Linked DNA regions of Xenopus tropicalis: region 2 is linked to region 1. Evidence: chromatin contacts called from public Hi-C data. All regions are on one chromosome and are shown on one strand. Each heading gives the region's core, a stretch centred on a gene start, on an enhancer-like site or on the middle of the called end of the contact. The rest is flanking DNA. Distances are from core to core; before and after follow the strand shown.

Region 1 (2,922 bases), core at 378-2,877:
AAGTTAAGGCTCATAAAAGAGTACCACCCATCTAGACTCCTGTGTGTTACAGAATATTCTGCATGCACATCCCAATCTGGATTCCTTACAGCCAGAGAAAGTAGTTCATGTCACTTCTATGAATATTATGTTGGCATAAGGTAAAGTAACCAGTTGTGGATAATTGCATGGTGCTTCCCTGCCACTATCGTGTGAATCTTTTGGAATCTCTATCATTAAGTCAAGCATGGGCATTGTGTGGTATCCCATTAAATGTGACAAACTGGATGATAAAAAGTTTTTTGTTTTTTGAAAGGCAGCACATGGAATCATATGTGAGCTATATCATTTTGCAATGTTGATGTGACTTTAAAAGGAAACAGTTGAAGAAGTTGTGGATTGTGTTGCAAAAACAAAAATCCAAACTGTGTTCTTAGTTATAAACACAGACGATTACCGCTATAAATGAATTCCATTGCTTACCTCGTGACTGTTGCTACTGGGGATAATCTCAGTCTCATTGACCAGAGATGACTTGATATCTGCGAGGTCTCCCTCCTCCTCCGGGTTGCTGATCTCAGCGTAGATCTTCTCCTTTTGGGGATCCCCTTCATCTTTAAAGGGGATCATCTCATCTGTGGCACACAGCTCAGGATCTCCCCCACCCCCATTGCCCCCCCCTGCTCCAGAGAGCTGAGGCATGGCTCCAGATCAGGACTTCTGTGTTACAGGTCAGAAATCAAACACCAGCAAAAAAAAACCAAAACCCAATTCAAAGGTTCCCTTCCCAAAATTTCCACACCCAATGATCCAAGGTCAAAATGCCAAAACTGATGGCACTGGCTGGACACTTTTGCCCCCAAATCAGCAAAATAAAGTCACAAATCTTGATAAGAAGACACTTTTGCTTGTAAAAAGTTCACCCCTGTCTCCCAAGGCTGCAAGTCCCAGTGTGTCTCTGCTCTGCTCCAAGGGCTCCAATCCTGTCTCCCCTGGTCCAGGGGGGCTACTGTAGTCACCAGTATCCAAAACCACCCACAGCTGATGGGCTTTTATCTCATTCTGCTCCCATTCAGGCGAGTGTGTGCAGTCACACGAGGAGCAGTGAGAAACTGCAGTGTTTGTTATGGTTCTGACTAACTGCAAATTACGTTTTTTGCTTTATGCAGTCAGTGACTCAGAGATGACTAACCCAGAAAGGATGTCTTCATTTAAATAAGCGAGGTAAACTAGCCACTCTCTGTGCGGTGCCCACACACCCCAGCCAGCCTGGCTTTGTCCTGCTAGCACTGCCAGTCAGCTCAATGCAAGTAAGAGCAAAGTTTGGAGAGCGCCGTGAGCTTTTGGCAAGGAGCGGACTGAACTCCTCCTCTGGACCCTCAGGTAAAACTGCGGTCTGTACCGGGTACAGAGGGAGGACAAGCAAAGCGCTGCATATCCTCTGCAAAGGGACCTGTCCACAAACCCCCCGTGGAATGTACCTTTTGCCAGCGATCCTACCTTCTTCTGTTTAGCGTCACTTTGAGAAAATCACCTCTGAGAAAATCCTGGGGAGGGGGGGACAAGTTAATCTCCTTTCTTCACACCACGTAAAACTCTCCCAAAAGTCTTGTCCTACCTCAGTGACTGCAAGAGGCACATTGCCGTCCCTTGCTCTCAATGAAGGGGCACGCAGTGTGTGTTTGTGTAATGTAACTTTAACATCCCCCTCCTCCTGTGCCCCCCTCTTTCTGTCTCTCCTTCCACCCCTCCCTCCCTCTTTCTGTCTGCTGGAGGGGAGGAGGCGGTGGAAAGAGATGAAAGAGAGCCGCCGCGGTGATTGACAGCTTGCTGATAGAGGAGGGAAACAGACTCACACACACACACACACTGCAACTCTGTAAATGAAGGGGCAGGAGGGGAAGGGAGAGAGGGGGAGGCAAATAGTCCAAAATGAAATAATCCTAATAATAGCAATTAACAAAAACAGAGTGGAAAGCCCTAATAAGTAGGGCAGGTGTACTTGTCAAGGGGAAGAGAAAAAGATTTCTTTTTGTTCTGGAGTTTAAAAGGGAGGGGTGGGGGTAAGTGCAACTAAACATCAACTGGGGGTACAATTACTAACCAGATTATTTCCTTTCCTGTCTCTGCTAACATCAGTGATAATAATAAATCATTTAGCATTGTCAGAATTCTGTATAAAATTAGGTTTTCTTTCTTTTTACATAAAAGATTTATGACCTCAGAAATAAAGTACTGAAGGTAGTAATAGTTTGATTTAAGGTAAAGAAAACCCATATGGGAAAAAAATGCTGTATAGGTGTGTTCCCTTTGGGACTTTTAGTTTCTTGTTAACTACCAACATCCTTTTAAAGGATGCTGAGAACTGTAGTTCAGCAACAGCTGAGAGGACAGCCATTTTGAAGGAGAATACATATATGTGTGTGTATAAATACTTTGTGTATGAATGTATGTATATATATATATATGTATATAAAAATAAAAGAACCCATATATAATATACTATATGCAATGGGTGTTATTGTCATATCCCTGCTATAATATCCCGACACCCCAGAGGCATGCAGCAGGAGAGCTTATGTGAGGAAAAGCTGAGATCAAACAGAAATAACACCATACAGACCCCATCTGAATGATGGATATAGATGGGAAAGAGAAAACCTTCCTGAGTACCGGGTAAAGATCCACAGAAAAACAAGGAGAGAAGAAGGAGCCTGGTTATATAATGGAAAAGACACCTGGGATCTGCTAGTGAGTATATTTATTGAACCCTCTTCACTTGGACCAACTGCACAAATTCAGCACACAAAAGTGCCTAAGACAAACACAAAAGGCATTCTTTGTATCTTTTGATCTTTTCACATTTTTAGCAGCAGGGAAACATATAGATGGGCTACGGTTTACAAGAATTAGTAAATATCACTTGCTTCCTATTAAAATGAG
Region 2 (2,815 bases), core at 251-2,750, 62 kb after region 1:
ATACAAGCAAAGGAAGCAAATCAGAGGAAAGCAGGGATACTAATTAAGAAAGTGCATGATCTCTCAGAAAAAGGTGTAACAAATTATGCGTAACATCTTAAAAAAGTATAAAATGTTCATTTGAAAAAATTGCCTAATGATATCTGTTGAGATAGGATGCATCCATCAGTGCCACCATCAGCAAACATTCTTTTAAGAACAATGGCAGATGATACGATATAAGTGTTTTACAGCCAAAGCTTTTATAAGCTCCCTGAGTGGGTGACAACCCCCCCTTTCCCCTGAATCATTGCTTTTTGATTTTAGTGGCAATCACTTAAACCCGCTGCCTGCCATTTTACTGGTCGTCAATTGCCTAAACTGTGAGTGACCCCAAAGGTCGAAGCAATAGCCCTTGAAATCGATACAGAGCAATACTTGCAAGCAATTAAAGGGTCAGGCACACAATTCCCAGAATTGTACCCTATCCCATTGGCCTAATCTAGGGGCAGTAAGATCAGGCCAGGCTGAAAGCTACATGTAGTATAAAGCACTTCCCATGGGATGTGGTGGCAGTGGTGGTTTTTCTAGCTTATCTGCCAACTGAATTAAACAGTAGTAGAAACAATGCTGCAGCACTCCTTGTTGCAAAGGTGAAAAGGTGATTTACTAGGTTACATTTAAAGGCAATGTTTCAGGCTTTATCCTGCCCTTTAAAGCATATATTTATTTTCTATTGAATCATTTATACATATTCCTATTATTTCACAAAATTTTAATACGGCTGTAAGTTCTATGAAAAGGCAAATTTTTTGAAAATTGAGATGCAAGTAATCATTTCTTTTTTGCAGTGGGAAATATTGCAACAAATAGTGGGATATAGTGCAATAAATAATAATACATTTGATGATTGATTTCCTTGAGGGCAGAGTGCAATAGCATATTTATAATATGTCCGTCACTGATCACGGCAGTCGCATTGCTGAACAACTGAAGCCTTCTGTGCACCAGAAGTGATGTATTTCGGCAAATATACAATGAAGCATTATACACTCTACTATAAATCCTGCAGAAAAATGTCTACCAGTTCTGAAGTGGAGGAGATTCAAAAGGGAAGATGTGCAATGTAGCTGCATGTTGATACAACAGTTTGCAAAACACAATGAATAAAAATGTTGGAGTAATATTGTGTTTTCTATTAATATAACTTTGATTTTATAAACTGTGTATATATGTAGTATAAATATTTAGGGCCTAACTGAAATATATTGCTACTGAATCATATTGAGACAAGTACTTGTTTTTCATAAAATACAGACAGTGTAGTCTTATACTCCTCTTATTATGACAGTGGTCTTTTGGACATTAAACAGCAGTAAACTTTAGGAATGTTGTTGGTGACATTTCGGGCCTAGCCTTAAGCAGCCAAATATATAGGGTGTGTGTATGAGAGTCACATTAGTCACAGTTAATAAAAAAGACACTCCAAAGGAGGGGTGGAAAGGCCACTAATTGCTCTCAGTAGCATACCAGTATTACTGTCTTTAAGCAACCATCACCAAACAGAGACAGCTTCACTCCTGTCTCTATAGGAGGTATGCGAATAATGGCATTTATTGATTGTTGATTACACGCTGCATATTTGGGTAATGTTATATTGTGGGTTATTATGAAGACATGAATGGCGTAAAGTTGACTAATTTACTACCAACAGCTACATTTAGAAGGACATAATAAAATGCAGCGGGAACGCATTCACTTAGTTGACTTTTGTTACATATAGTAGAATGGATTTTCTGGTTGTTCAGGAAACATAGCTTGTGATGTCAGCCTTAACCCCTGTAATGATTTTTTAGCTTGTTGCCTGTTTTTAAAATGTTACCATATAATACAGTATATATATATAAATTGAAAATTTAAATTGGGAAAACCAGGTTTAGCATTCATAACTATTTTTTAGCAATTTTATTAGTTTCATTTTAAATCCCAAACAATAAGGTATATGGAATTACCATAGCTGCCAGCTAAAATTTCTCTTATATTGAATAGGTTCCAGGCTTACTTTGGATGTTACTGTTTTGTCAATTAGTATGGCATTTCACTTAACTAAAGAATGGCAAGTCATAAAAATCCCTTTGTTCCACTTATATTTTTGCTCCTGTTTTCATGTGTCCCTATGTTTGGATGTTAAAAGAAAGCATACTTTGTTGTAAGTGATGTTTATTCACCATTTGTTTCCTCTAACATAGACTGTAAAATCTGAGGAGATAATTACTTGTGGTGCAGAACATTTGTTCCATAGTGATTTGCATTTGTATACATGAATGGCAGCTTCCATATTGTTGGTCTGACCTGAGGCATTCTACATTACCTTTAGCACAAAAGCACCTCTTGTGGTTATAAACAGAAGCTCACTTTTATCACATAATTCCTTAGTTTGTGGAAGCAAAATGCCAGCTAACCCTCAGTGTGATGTGCCTTACTTATTTTGTACATTTATATGCTTCTTGTTGGCAAAACATTGGTAGAGCACTTTTCTCTTTCTATTTACATTCATGCCATGCCATTTTCTGACTTTTCCTCTATTTTTTATAATTACAAATAATAGGTACAATTGTTAATAAAGCATAGAGCAAAGTCAGAAAATGGCCTAGCATTGCCTTGTCTAATGTGGCCAACTATTTCACTGCAGTGTTAAGGTGGCCACACACGTGGCGATCTGCGGTCGCACGAAAGATCGTCAGACCCGCCAATAACATTCAGGGCTGAAACGGCAGATAAGGAGGTAGAAACAATAGGATTTCTACCTCCTTCTGCCGATTCAGCCCTGATGGCA

What was found. Hi-C and Micro-C count contacts between places; a contact is called where the count stands out from the background.
Region 2: a Hi-C map of neurula embryo shows a contact between it and region 1, with 2.1 times the contacts expected there. The contact joins the enhancer-like site here to the promoter of lef1 in region 1. A contact is called at or near these places in 2 of 5 Hi-C or Micro-C datasets (neurula embryo and tailbud embryo).

Annotation. Positions count from the first base shown.
Region 1 is chr1:67,039,306-67,042,227 of UCB_Xtro_10.0, forward strand. It overlaps lef1 (lymphoid enhancer binding factor 1), which reads right to left and starts at 1,628. Exons shown (of 10, transcript NM_001243834.1): 1 at 463-1,628. The coding sequence starts at 681.
Region 2 is chr1:67,101,376-67,104,190 of UCB_Xtro_10.0, forward strand. No RefSeq gene overlaps it. Among named protein-coding and RNA genes, the nearest start is that of lef1, 62 kb to the left of the region's middle. Within about 2 kb of position 1,501, at least 2 of the 11 cell types and tissues checked have an H3K27ac peak or open chromatin away from gene starts, as enhancers often do. A contact at or near this core is called in neurula embryo, where this site is marked.